Linked DNA regions of Mus musculus: region 2 is linked to region 1. A link is a contact called in public promoter capture Hi-C data. All regions are on one chromosome and are shown on one strand. Each heading gives the region's core, a stretch centred on a gene start, on an enhancer-like site or on the middle of the called end of the contact. The rest is flanking DNA. Distances are from core to core; before and after follow the strand shown.

The links. Promoter capture Hi-C pulls out the DNA fragments that hold promoters and counts their contacts.
Region 2: a contact with region 1 is called in a promoter capture Hi-C map of pre-B cells. The contact joins the promoter of Dcun1d1 here to the promoter of Skil in region 1.

Annotation. Positions count from the first base shown.
Region 1 is chr3:31,091,437-31,097,872 of GRCm38.p6, reverse strand. It overlaps Skil (SKI-like), which reads right to left and starts at 2,815. Exons shown (of 7, transcript NM_001039090.2): 1 at 2,716-2,815; 2 at 1-1,170. The coding sequence starts at 542.
Region 2 is chr3:35,929,178-35,935,613 of GRCm38.p6, reverse strand. Dcun1d1 (DCN1, defective in cullin neddylation 1, domain containing 1 (S. cerevisiae)) reads left to right here and starts at 2,648. Exons shown (of 7, transcript NM_001205361.1): 1 at 2,648-2,829. The coding sequence starts at 2,827. It overlaps Gm15952 (a long non-coding RNA gene), which reads right to left and starts at 2,536. Exons shown (of 4, transcript XR_880768.3): 1 at 2,447-2,536.

The DNA of each region.
Region 1 (6,436 bases), core at 1,566-4,065:
TTTATCTGCTGGAGTGAAAATTCTCGGAGGACAGAGTTTAAGACTTGGGGCAAACAGAGTCTCTTTTCTCCTCCAACTTGAAAACAAGAAATAGACTCCCCTTCCAAAAGAGTCTGAGTGAGCTCTGTGGAGCTATCAGAAGGAATGAGAAGAGGGCCGGGAAGAACCTGAGGAGAGGGAAGAGGCAGGAATACAGTCGGTGACATGCTCTCCTGGGAATATCGAGCAGAAAATGCTGCTGGTCCACCCAAAGAGCTCTGACTGCTTAAGTGGAATTGTGCCAGCGTGTGTTTCAGACTGGGGTTTAAATTTAAAGTTTCAGGTAGAGAAACACGGTTTCGCTTGGCGTGCTCGCCATCCGGCTCCACGGATGCATCTCCATAGTCATCTAAGTGCTCCTTCTTCACCTTGGTCAGGGTTTTCCCATTGGCATGAATGTCGGTCATCATTTTTTTCACAGGAGGACTGCCATCATCCTCCATGCCGTTCAGCTTTTTATTTGAACCCTGAACTAAGGAGAACTTAGACTGGAGGTTTTCCATGGCCACACTGGTGCTTTAAACGATTAAGTCTGCAACTGGCATGTTGTTCTCAGTTCCTAATCTGAAGAGAAAAGGGGAATGTATACAAATACTTATGACTCACTTAGAAATGTTTACTTTCCAAAGATGAATTTTCTTACTCAATAGATTGTACAACTCTGTTTTGGTTTAGCTGTACTTTAAGATATAATTGAAAATGCTACAAAACTTCTCAGTTTTGTTTGCTTCTAATAACAAATAAGAATATAATCGTAAGCACACTTCTGAGAAAATCACTTCAGGTATTTATATTAAAATAAAGCTCAATTCAAGAAGTCCAAAGTTCGGTGTAATGGTTGAGTTTGGTTGGTTTTGTTTTTTAAGCAAAGCATGTGGGAAGTTTATACCATGACTGTATCCTGAAACTACACCCAAACATGAGTTACAATGACGCAATGGGTTTAATTTTTGCCAAGAACACCAAAAAAGAAGAGGCAGGTATCGTCCCTGAAAATGGTGATCTGCTGCTCAGTACTGATAAACTGAAGACTCCACCTGAACTTTTATAATTAAAAATATACATATACTAAATGAAAAAGCTGTCCAGTTTTATCTTCAGGGATTACAGCTCATTCTTCTTTTAATTGATCTGGAAGAGAAAGGGGTGGGGAGTTACATTTGAATTAGCTCCAGAGGCCAAAGGGTCTGTTTAAAACCAGTTTCTTAATCTTCAACTCAGTTCATTTTACCAAAGGTAACACTTGGGTGGTTTCTTCCAACCTAACACCAGTTATCTAAAAGAAACTTCATCTAAATAGGAAGCAGTCCAGACGGTGGGTAACAGAAGCATTAAATAATGCCTCTCCAAACAAGGACGAGTACACAAATTTAGAATACGAATAACCAAACCTCAGTACCAGAGGCTTTCTCAACTATGCATGCCATTTAAATTTTAAAAAACAATCCTTTCTCGTTAGAAAAAAAAAAAAAAAAAACCTGTAGTTTCTGGTCTCCCCACCCCCCAAGATACATGTTAATATACCTACCATATGCAACTAAACTTCAAGTACATTCATACATACTATCTTTTTGGAATGAAGAAGAAAAAAAAACTTTCCCTTTAAAAGGTTAGCGAATTTGCCTAATGGAAGCCAAAAGCTGTAAGACTCCACGCCTGGAAATCTCCATCCATGAGCAAGACTAATCCGGGACAAAAAGCACAAGGCAGACAGACCTCACAAAGAATGCAAATGGAGGCAGAGTGGCGAAAAAGAGTATTCATCCACTTCCCTCCCTGGAGAAAACCCAGTAAAAGCCGACAAATAAAAAGCTTTGCTTCTAAACTCCCAGCAATTTATGTTAACACAAACCCAGAGAATTATGGACGAAAGCCACCTAGCCACCGTACTGTGACTTTCGCCACTACAGGGACACCTCAGCCAAGGCGAGCCAAGGAAAAGGGCAGAAGGCATGACCTAGACCAGGGGCGCCCCCACAGCCCTGCGCACACGCAGAGACACCCACTCATCATCAACCCAAAGGACAGGGAAGCAGGGGACTCCCGGCGTCTGGTGAGGTGAGAGGGGGCAGAGGAAGTAGGAGTCCTCCCAACCCCCACCTCTGTGACTGGGATCACCCTAAGTGCCCTCCCCACATCGCCCCACTGCGGGGGCCGCCGGTGGAAATACCCCACGCCCCCGGCCCGCGGGAAGTTCTCTAGGGTTACCTAGGCGCCCCAGGGCTGCGCCTCCCCCCACTTGACCCACCCTGAGCCGTGGCACCCACAGGGGCGCGGGCAGGTTAGGCGCCAAGCCCGGAAGCCCGCGTCGCCGGACGCTTAGAGCTGGGGCCAGCCCGGGGCATCCCCGCCGAGCGCAGACGGCCGGGGGATGGCGGCGATGACCAGGGTCCAGGTCTCCTGGGTCCCGGCGGCTCGGGTCAAGTGCACCGCCATCCCCTCCCAGCTGACCCGTCCCAGAATCCGCGAGGCCTGTACACCCGTGGGACCCCCGCCGCGCGCCCTGTGCCCGCGACCCCGCCCGGGACCCCCACGCATCCCGGACGCCCCACTCAGGCCCTCCGCGCCCGGGCAGACCCCCGGGCTCTGTGCCCTCCCCATCACCCCCGCCGCCGCCGCCTCAGCGCCCCCAGAGGCCGCACGCCCCTCGCGTCCCCTCGCGACCTGCGGCCGCACCTGTGCCCGCCGTCGCCGTCGCCGTCGCTCGCCAGCCGCCTTCGCTGTGCCGGCGCCGCTCCGAACCCCACACACATCGCTACACACAGCCTCTGACGTCACCCGGCCCGCGGCCCGCCCACGTCACTGCGGAGACACGGCTTCCCGCAGACGCCGCCGCCGTCTCCGGCCGCCCGGGGGACAGCGAGGGCGGCGGGCGGGGGAGGGGAGGGAACGAAGCCAGCGGCGCCGCGCGGCCCCGCGCCAGCCAGCCCCTCGGGCGCGCGCGCCGTCTGGCCTATTGTGGCTCCCGGCGGGCTGCACACTGCAGGCTGCGCGCGCGTCCCCAGCCCCGACCGGGGCGCGCGCCTGGCGCCTCGGCCGCGCACGCGCGTGCTCCCGCTCCCCCGCCCCCCTCGCGCGTACCCCGCGCTGCTGGCCCGGCGCGCCGTCTGGGCGGCTGGCGCACGGCGCTGTCTGCGGTGCCCGGCTCAGACAGGATGTTCCCTCGGCCCCACCCCCGCCGCCCTCCTTCCTTCCTCGAGTCGCTCAGCCGGCTGTCTGGGGCCGCCCTCGCCACGCCCGCCGCCGTGTGGCGACGGGCCAGACCTGGGGGCGCCCTGGCCGCCGGGCCGCCGCGCTGCGAGGCGGGGGGGGTGAGAAGGGGGAGAGGGGGCAGGGCGCGGCGGGCTGCACTGTGCGCGACCCCGGCAGCTGGCCGCGCCCGAGGTCAGGCTCGGCCAGCAGCCCCCCTCAACCCCCGCGGCCGCAGCTGGCCGCCCGGCCCCGCCCCGGAGGTGGCCTGCGGGTGGCTCCCCGCCGCGACCCCCGGGCTGAGCCCGCCGCGCAGACGCCCCCGCGCTGCCACCGCCCCCCCCCCCGCAGCGCCACCACCTGCCCCCGTGCTCCCCGCTCCCAGTGTTGCCACCCTCCCCCCGCCCAGTGCCGACGTCGCGGGGCCTCTCGCCCCCGTGGGGCCTCCCGCCGCGGCCGCCCTGCCAGCTGCCGGTGAGCAGCCCCGCCTGGCCGCTCTGGGGTGGCCTGACCCGGCCGCCATCGCCCCAGAGTCCGCGGTTTGCGCACCGCGGGGACAGATCTTGCTGCCCCAGCTGCTCTTAGCCTCCATAAGTGACCCATTCTGATTCACTAAGCACTTTGGTTGGTGTTTTCGGGTGTGTTTTTTTCTTTCTTTCTTTCTTTTTAATTTTTCCAGAGACGGTAAGAGGTGGAGGAAGATAACCACTTTCGGCTGCCACCTCGAACCGCCGGCGGGGGTGGGTGAGGGGACTTCCTAGCCAACGTATCCAGGATAGCTCGAATATTCAACTCTGTGAAGCTAGCCCGTCATATTTCGAAACACCAAGAAATCCCCTTTTCTCCACCCCACCGCAGGATCAGGAACTGAAATAGCGCAGCGAGTAGCACTGCGCAGACTTAGGGAACTCGAGCTTCGGCGACGGTGGCGCACCCCACCCCCACCCCACCTTTTTTTTTTCTTTTTTTTTTTTTTTTTCCTTTTCTCGCCGGGTTTATTTTACCGCTTCGGGGTTACTCATGTTTGGGTCTACATTTGCAGTTGTCCAATTGGGAATACTTTTGTGCTTGAGGATTTTTCGTCCTTTTTTTTTTAACCCCCACAATAGGTCTAACAAATGTCACCTCTCATCACCGCCTCCGCCCCAGCTCCTGTCGGCCCCCATCTCCGTGCTCCCAGGTCATGCCCCTCTCCCACCTCCTACTCGACGCTTCTTGACTGCCTGTGTGAACATGAATAATTCCGCAGCACTTCCCATCTGTTATTGCCATAGAGACAGAAGCTCAGCAAAGATAATGATGTTCTGTGCAGAGCCAGTGGGGGAAGAGCAGCATCTGCGAGTCTGGGGGAATAGATGGTCTAACCGCCAGAATGTTCATAAGCCCGACTGGAAAGCTGAGGCGCAACGCCAGGATAGTCCTGAGACTGAGCACCTGGCCTCCTTGCACCTGGCTCTGGATCTAACCAGAAAAAAACAAATTTAGAAACCAAGATAACTGAGGTGTGTGTGTCTTAAGCGAGTCTGAAACTGCAATTAATGCTAAGTATTTAGTAGTCATCTTTCCAGCCATAAAAGTAATTACTTGCTAGCATGGTCAAAGGCTTGAGAAACAAAATTAATTGGATAATAGTCTTTTTAGAAAAATCAAATACATTATCTTCCTGTTCTTTTGTCCTCTCGAGGAATCTGTTTTTGAGAAAAGGGTGGTTTTATGTATATCAATTGAGACACTAGTCACAGCCCTGTGGCTAGAGTCAATCAAAACCAAGCTTTGGGGACATTTTCACCATTGTTCTTCAATTACAAAATAAAATTCACTTTGCCCTTGAATTCCCTAGGTCTTGGCCTAAAGGTAAAGGTTGGATACAAGTAGAAATAAGCAGAGTCAATGTGCCTAGCTCTGCTGCGAATGGGTAGGCTTTTTCTGGACCACACTTTTAAAAGATTATTTTAGGGTTTTCAGAATTATCAATAAAATGTATAACATAAAATTAAGGCTTTGGATGTAGGTAGCCTGGTTGGTAAAGTGCTTGCCTGGCCTACATCAAGCCTTGGGTTAAACCCCCAGAACTGCATAAACAAGTAATCCTTGTTTTCAGGAAGTAGAGGCAAGAGGATCCGAAGTCATCCTCTTCTACATAGTAAGAGGCTAACCTGGACTACAAGAGATACCATCTCAAGGAAAAAAAAATTAAAGACACTGAAAGCAAATGACAATAGCCCTTTGTTCCAGAAACAGATCTAAACAGACACAGAAAATCTAGAGCTTAGAAAGTAATCATGGCGGTTGCAGAAATAGTTCACCTGTAAAGAAAGCTCCTTCGATACAATCATGGGGTCCTGCATTTAGCTTCCCCAAGACCTACATAAAACCCAGACATAGTGGTGCCCACTGTAACCCCAGCTCTGAGGAGGGCCGGAAAAAGGTAGATCCCCGGGGCTCACTGGCCATCCAGCCTAACTGGATCCGTAAGCTCCAGGCTCCATAGGTGATCCTGTCTCAAAAAGTAAGGTGGAAGGCTGAAGAGATGGTTCATGTGAGCCATCTTGTTCTAACAGGGATCGAAAGTTTAATTTTTAGCACCCACACAGTGGCTCACAGCGGTCTGTGACTCCAGTACCAGGGCGTCTGACCTCCTGGAACACCTAACATAAACGTGACACCCATACGTACATACATACATGCAGGCAAAACTGTTCTAAAATAAAATAAGGTGGAAAACTACCCAAGGACAATGTCTTCATCACTGTTCTAGTGCAGTGAAGAGACCGCATGACCAAGGCAACTCTTAAAGCCTTTAGTTGGGCTGGCTTACTGTCTCAGGAGCTTAGTCCAATATCATCACAGCAGGAAGCACGATGGCAGGCATGGTAATGAGGAAAGAGTTGAGAGCTACATCCTGATCTGCAGGCAGAGAGAGAAATACTGGGCTTCACGCAGGCTTTTGAAACATCAGAGCCCACTCCCAGTGACACCCTTCCTCAAACAAGGCAACAAGTCCTCCAGCAAGGCCACACCTTCACTGCCAGCTGGAGCGGAGCAAGACCTGTGTGAGCATGCCAGTGTTCTAAGAATTCCAGATGGTGGAGTGGGACCGGTGTCTGGTCCTCTCCTGTTACATAGTAAAGACTGGGACAAGATACCTAAATATCCCTTCATTAGTAGGTGTAGCTGTCTGGTAATGGTAGAATCCAAGAATCTACAA
Region 2 (6,436 bases), core at 1,399-3,898, 4.8 Mb before region 1:
ACATCAGCCTAGCAAGTGCTAAATTCAAAGCATGTGCCACCACACCGGGCCCAATTGTTACTGTGTTCTGTTAGAGAAACATTCCACTACTGAGCGGTATACCCACAGCTCTATGCAGTCTTAAGACCAAGAGAGAGCCATTAGATTATTTTCTTTTAATTTATACAACTGCTACTGTGGTGTGTGTGTGTGTGTGTGTGTGTGTGTGAGAGAGAGAGAGAGAGAGAGAGAGAGAGAGAGAGAGATCGGCTTCTTACCCAACACTGAAAACTCAAGGATAAGCTGGCTTAGTGGGTAAAACAATTGCTGCATATGCATCAGGATTTGAGTTCAAATTCCCAGAAAGCATGAAAAGCAGGCCACATAGTTCATGCGCCTGTAGTCCCAGTACTACAGGGAGACGGAAGGTAGACACTGAAGAATCCCCAGAAGTTCAAGGGTCAGCCAGTCTGGCATATCAGGTGGAAAAGCAACAGGGACCCGCTTTAAACAAAGTTGATGGCATGGGCTGACACCTGAGTTTGTCCTCTGACCTCTATACAAATGTTATGGCACCAATGGCCCCATATAAAAACAAAACAAACAAAATTATCTCAAAGATGGATATGATCTGGTCTTTCTCTGCCCTGGCCTTGGAGGCAAATGATTATCAGTTGATGTCCTAACTCTAATCTAGGGGCCATAAAATTGCAAAGGAGATGCCCCAATTGCAGAAATCCAGAGTAGGAAATAAACTGTAGTAACCGAGAGAACACATTATAAGCAGATTGTCTGGGTCTAGTTCCTAGATTTACTACTTGCTGTGTGACATTAGGCATGTTACTTACCCACTCTGTATGTCAGTGCTCCCTACAAAATAGGTGTAGCTGCAACCTGAAGTTTGCTTGAGTGTTAGAGGCTTAGTACAACACATGGCGGATCCTCACTCTTGTGACCTAGTGTGTCAGGGACAAAATAAGACCAAACCAGGAAGCTTGGTACCGAAACAGGAGCTGCATTGAGTGGGGGTCATGACAAAGGGAGTGGAAAGATGAGGGAGAGACCTGCCTATGACTCCAGACAGGCTCACGTTAGGAAAGTTCTCGGAGACTTTGAGGAAGAGCCTCCAGTCTGCATTGCAGACAGACACCTCTGGTGTAGAAGGAAAAGTACAGAGAAGATGGGGTGGGAGACATACTTGCCTGCAATCCCAGGCCGCACTGTTGGCTGTTAGCCTGGGCAACATAAAGAAACTCCATCTCAAAAGGGGATGGAGAAAGGAGGGTCCCAATGAGAGATGAACCCTATTAAAGGGCAGGGGAAGAATTCGGGTTTACTCAGATGATGAACTCGGCGAGCTTAGACTAAGGGAGATGGGCAGTTCTGATATTTAGCTTATGTGATGAAAAAGCAGGGGAATGCAGGTTTAGGGATAAGATTTTGGCTTTGTAGAGCTTTGGGGGGGTCTGTGGGATGAGCAGAATTTGTGCTTAGGGCATGCCGCTGCCGAGCTTTAGATAAGATTTTGGACTCACTGGGATATGGGCAGGGTCTAGGAAAAAGGAATATATGAAGAGATTCAGGGATGGTTCTGGAAAGCCCACCACTGAAAAGCCAGAGTTAGCTAGCAAAGAAGAATGGTAAGTGAAGGGGAGACTATAAATAAATCAAGTCATGAAAAATTATGGGAATTCTAGGAGGACGTGTTCAAATTCAGGAGAGAAAGAGGTCAAGTGGAACTAAGAATCACCCCTTGGAGTTGGCACTTAGGAAAAAAAGAGCTTTAAGAAAACCTACAAGCTATTGTTGCAATAGTCTAATGAAGTGTAGCAAGAGACTGAGTCCTCTTCGTTAATATTTTAAGTTGCTAGGCTGAGTTCCTAGAGAATAACCACAAGTGTGATCTAGTTTCACCCTTGCTACTTGGTATTTTCTTAGGGCCTGGCGAGAAGATGCCACATCAGCGCACACACACGCACACGCGCGCGCGCGTACACACACACACTCGCATTGATGGTGTAAAGAATGAATGGGTGACAACAGGTCTGCAGTGCCAAAGATCTGCCTCTGCAGGGCTCTGGGAGCCCCCACCACGTGGCTAGTTCTAAGCAGTAGCAGGAAGCTCCGAGGAGGAGTGACAACAGTTGTTTTAACAGAAACTTTAAGATTGTTAGCTTCTAGGGGTGATCTGGTGGTATTTGCCGGTGGTAAAGGGAGACCCACGTTTGGTGATGAAGATGCGGATGACATATATAAACCTGGGCAATCTTGGACAGCTTTTTCTATGTGCCGTACCTTTGTTTTATTTCCTCTCTCTGCAGGGAGTACTGTATTTCCTTCTCCTTGCAGCACACACTTGTCTTCTGGCCCACAGCTCAGCAGGCAGGCTAGGTCAAGCTTGGCCCGTCCACCAGGCATGACAGTGGCTCTAGGCGCAATAGTCTCCCGGATTCTTCCAAAAACTTACCTGGGAACTCTGACGTGGAGCTATTAGGAGCGCACGGAGGACAGGACGCGGCCGTGACGAGGGCGCCCTGAGTGGGGGCGCAGGCAGGGCCCCGGCGCTTCGTCCTCACTGTGCCCGCGGCCGCCCGCCGCGCGGGTCTCAGCGTGTGTCCGCAGCCCGGGCTGCCGGGTCGCCCGGCCGCTCGTGCCACGGATGCCGGCAGGCCAGGCCGCCCACCCCGGGGCCCGCGCCCTCCGCCTCCCGCGGCCCGGCCGCTCCGCGGGCCGCCGCACTGCGCATGAGCGGGAGCCCGGCGAGCCCGTGAGAGGCGCCGCCGCCGCCGCCGCCGTCCATTCGCTGCGGAGCCGGAGGAGGAGGGGAGAGGTCCGGAGGACACCAACATGGTGAGGAACCGCGGCGCCGTGCCGCCCGGCCCGGGCCCCCGGCCCCGCCGCGCTCCGCTACCGCTGCTCAGCCGGCGCCCAGCTCGGCCCGTCCCTCCCCGGCGCCGCCGCTACGCGAGGGCCCGGCAGCGGAGCGCGGCGGGGCCTAGTCGCCGGAGCGGGGCCGGGCGCGGAGGCGTTGGGGGACGGCCCGCGCCCCATTGTGCGGCCAGGCGGCGCCTGGGCAGCGGGCCTGGCGCTGCCTGGTCCCGGCCGGGCCCCTCGGTGCTGGCGGCCCTGGCGAGCCGGCGTCGGCCTTGCTGGTCCGCGCTGGCGCCAGGCGCCAGGCGCCCGGGAGTTGGGGCGGCTCGGCTGAGGCTCGGTCCCTGCGAGGGGACTGGGAGGCTCCGGGCTGCGGACGGAAGTGCAGCCGGGGGACCCGAGACCTGCTGCCTTCCGAGCGCCTGCTCTATGTGCTTGGGGTGGGAGGAGTAATTGCTTTATTATAGCAGTTAGGGACCATTTGTGATTCTTAAGAAACAGTTTGTCAAGTTGCTCCTCTCCTGGTTTTTGTTTGGGTGAGAAAAAGTCACGGAAGCTGGAAGACGCTGTGGTGAGCTGAGTCCTTTGTCATTAAGTACCTGGCGCTGCTGGTCACTGCTTTTCAGTTTGGAAGTATACAGTCACACCTTGTTGAAGTTCCCGGCTGGCTGCTGGGAGAAGAGTAAAAGTGATGAGGTCCTTCGCTCCGGAGAGCTGAAAGGCTTCTTTGGGGAGGGTGTATGCCCAGTCTTGAGTCGTGGGGGGTTGATTTTCGCTCAGTGACACTTATATGGCCCCAGCCTTGGTGTCATGTGTTGATTATGTGTTTAGGTCCCAACAGAGTCAAGATTTCTCTTCTGTGCTTACGTTCGTAAAACTTTATATTTGTAAGGAAGTTCCGGTTAGTGTTTGGATTGAGAGTACAGTAAAAGTTCAGAGACCCAAGAGAGAGTTTGCAGGTTCTCCTTTAATTATTTGAACAGGCCTTGGATATTACTCCTGAACCCCCAAGAGTTTCCACTCTCTTACTGGGGTGCTTTCAGCAGGCTAAAATAATAGAGTGCGCGTCTCTGATGGACATTCATCACGAGTATGTATGCAGTTTCCCACAGTCCACATCAGACACCTGCCCTCGAACCCAGTGCCTGCCAGTGCTCATTAGGAATATAGGATTCATGCCGTTTCAGTGAGAGCTAGGGTTAGGACTTGTAGCCTTCTGTTCCTTTGGTTAATATTAAATCAGCTCATTTTGGAGCTTAGCCATACGTCATGCAATCGTACTGGTTGTGGTTCCTGGTTGTTAAGATGTCCTTAACTTAAGGCACTTTCTATGCCTTTACTCATTTTCTGTCACATGTACAGTCTAGGTATGATCTTGTTAGTTTAGAAAGTCAATATGGGTCCATAAGAATCTTATAGTAAAAATATTTCATTATAAATTTATAGTTGTTTTCCTAGACGTTATAAAATGGTTTGGTAAGACTGTTAGGAGTTTTGTTTTTGGTATGTGTACCACAACTAATTTCTACAACACAAATTATTGTCCGTTTTAGGAAAGACATAATAATAGATTATCTCACTTATTTTTATAAGGGGGAGGGAAAAAAACCCCACAAGCTACCTACCTCTCATACTCACACAGAGACCAAAAATAGCCCAGGGCTGGGATCAAACCTAGGCAGGGTTTCATGCTTGATAGGCAAGTGTATTTTAAGAAGTATTCAAAACATCTGAGTTTTTCCCCCTTATTTATTAGATGTCAGGACAGGGTTTGTTAACTTCTAAAGTTCTACCATGTTTAATAATTTTATGATTCCAATGATTTTTTTAAATGTGTAAGATATATGCAGATGCTGTAATTTATTAGATTTTTATAAATTACATAAGCCTTTAGACCTACAGTGTCTTAGATCACTTGATATGTTTCCTCCCCCTTTACAGAAGTAGACATTGAGGCTCCAGAAGGTTTGGAGGTTCAGGTTTATAAGATGGTTCAAAAATATAACTATTTTCTCCCAGTCTATCCTTTCTTGGTATTTGTGGTACATATAAATAAGTCTTTAAAAATCTCGTGAACTTTAGAAGAATGGTTGAAAATTGAATTAAAGATTAAATTATAATAAAAAGGAAAATAACTAGTATAGTAACTACGTTAAGTAGCAGAATTAAAAATAATGGGTTGCTAATTACTGCCTTAATGAATTTAAAATGTGTAGACTTTGAAATGTATACTTATATTTTCTGCAAATAGCAGGCCCTAAAATGCAATGTGTAAATCTGTCCTGGGTTGTCTTTTAGGATTTGTTGCGTATCCTCCGTATATCCACAAGTAAAGTTAAAAGAAGGTCTGATTGCTTTTACTATTCATTAGGTATCTGCCATGTATCTCACACTGTGAGATATATCTGTATGGATCAGACAGAAACCTGGAAAAGTCAGACAGAAATCTAGGAAAGTCAAAAAATAAACATTGTATATATTTCTTTCCCTACAGTTGGGTGTTACATGTTATGGGGGCGAGACAGTATCAAGGGAAGGGGATGATCACGGGAGTACTAGGGCCAGGTGGTGGAAGTGTGGATACAAAATAACAAAATCGTGTTTGCAGGACTGATAGATAACACCTGAGCAAATCGGGAGTCGAAGAAGACGGAAAGAGCTTTTGTGAGGCTGGTAGCCAGAGAGCAGTGTGTGGCATGAGTTGAAGAGGTCACTAGAGTAAAGACGGGAAGTAATAGGTTGTGCTTTGCCTGGTGAACATTGGAAAGATACCAGAGTTTTTCAGAGACAGGAAGCACTGCGTGGTAAACTCTGAGCGGTATGGCAGCTTTTCTTTGTCTCAGGTATCCTGTTACAATATGATAGTCATTTTAAGGCAGTCTTTTACTTACAAGACTCTCATTAAAGTTTGGGTATTTTTAATGTGGGCTATGTATACAGAGTTTTGAATTCTGTTTCACAATATAATGGTAACACACCATTTCCCTCTAGCTGTTCTAGGGGTAATTAAAAAACCATTTTCTTAAATTGTTGGATGTTTTGGTGATTTGGTACATCAGTGACTGTGTGCAGAAAACTTGGCTTTTAAGGAGAGAAGAAATTGAGATTGTGAGAACATAGTGCCTGCTAGTCTGACAGCTGATAACGATGTATCCTACTCCCACTGTGGAGTAGGCAGCATCACCACCTCCTGTCAGCAGAGCTGCAAATGTCTTGGTGGTTCTTAGCGATGTGAGCAAGGAGAAGAGCTGGGATAGGAAAGAAAAGAGACTACACACAGGGTCCTTAACTCCATACTTGATTCCTCCTCTAGTTCTCACCCCCCCCCCCCCCCGTTTTACAAAAAGCAAGCAATATTTCACTACTGATATGGAATCTCTGGCTAGTCTGACTCTAGTTTCTTACATTGAATACAACCTAGTTGCTTCTATTTTAAATCAAATGTCCTGATATAAATATTAAATATGTAATTGAAAACTAAAGCTTTTGGTATATGGTGAAAAACATTGTAAATAAACTGAGTGTGGGTTGTTTTTTCTTTTTAAGTTGCAAAAGAGCAGGACTCACTTGAGTCTAGTGTCTTTTT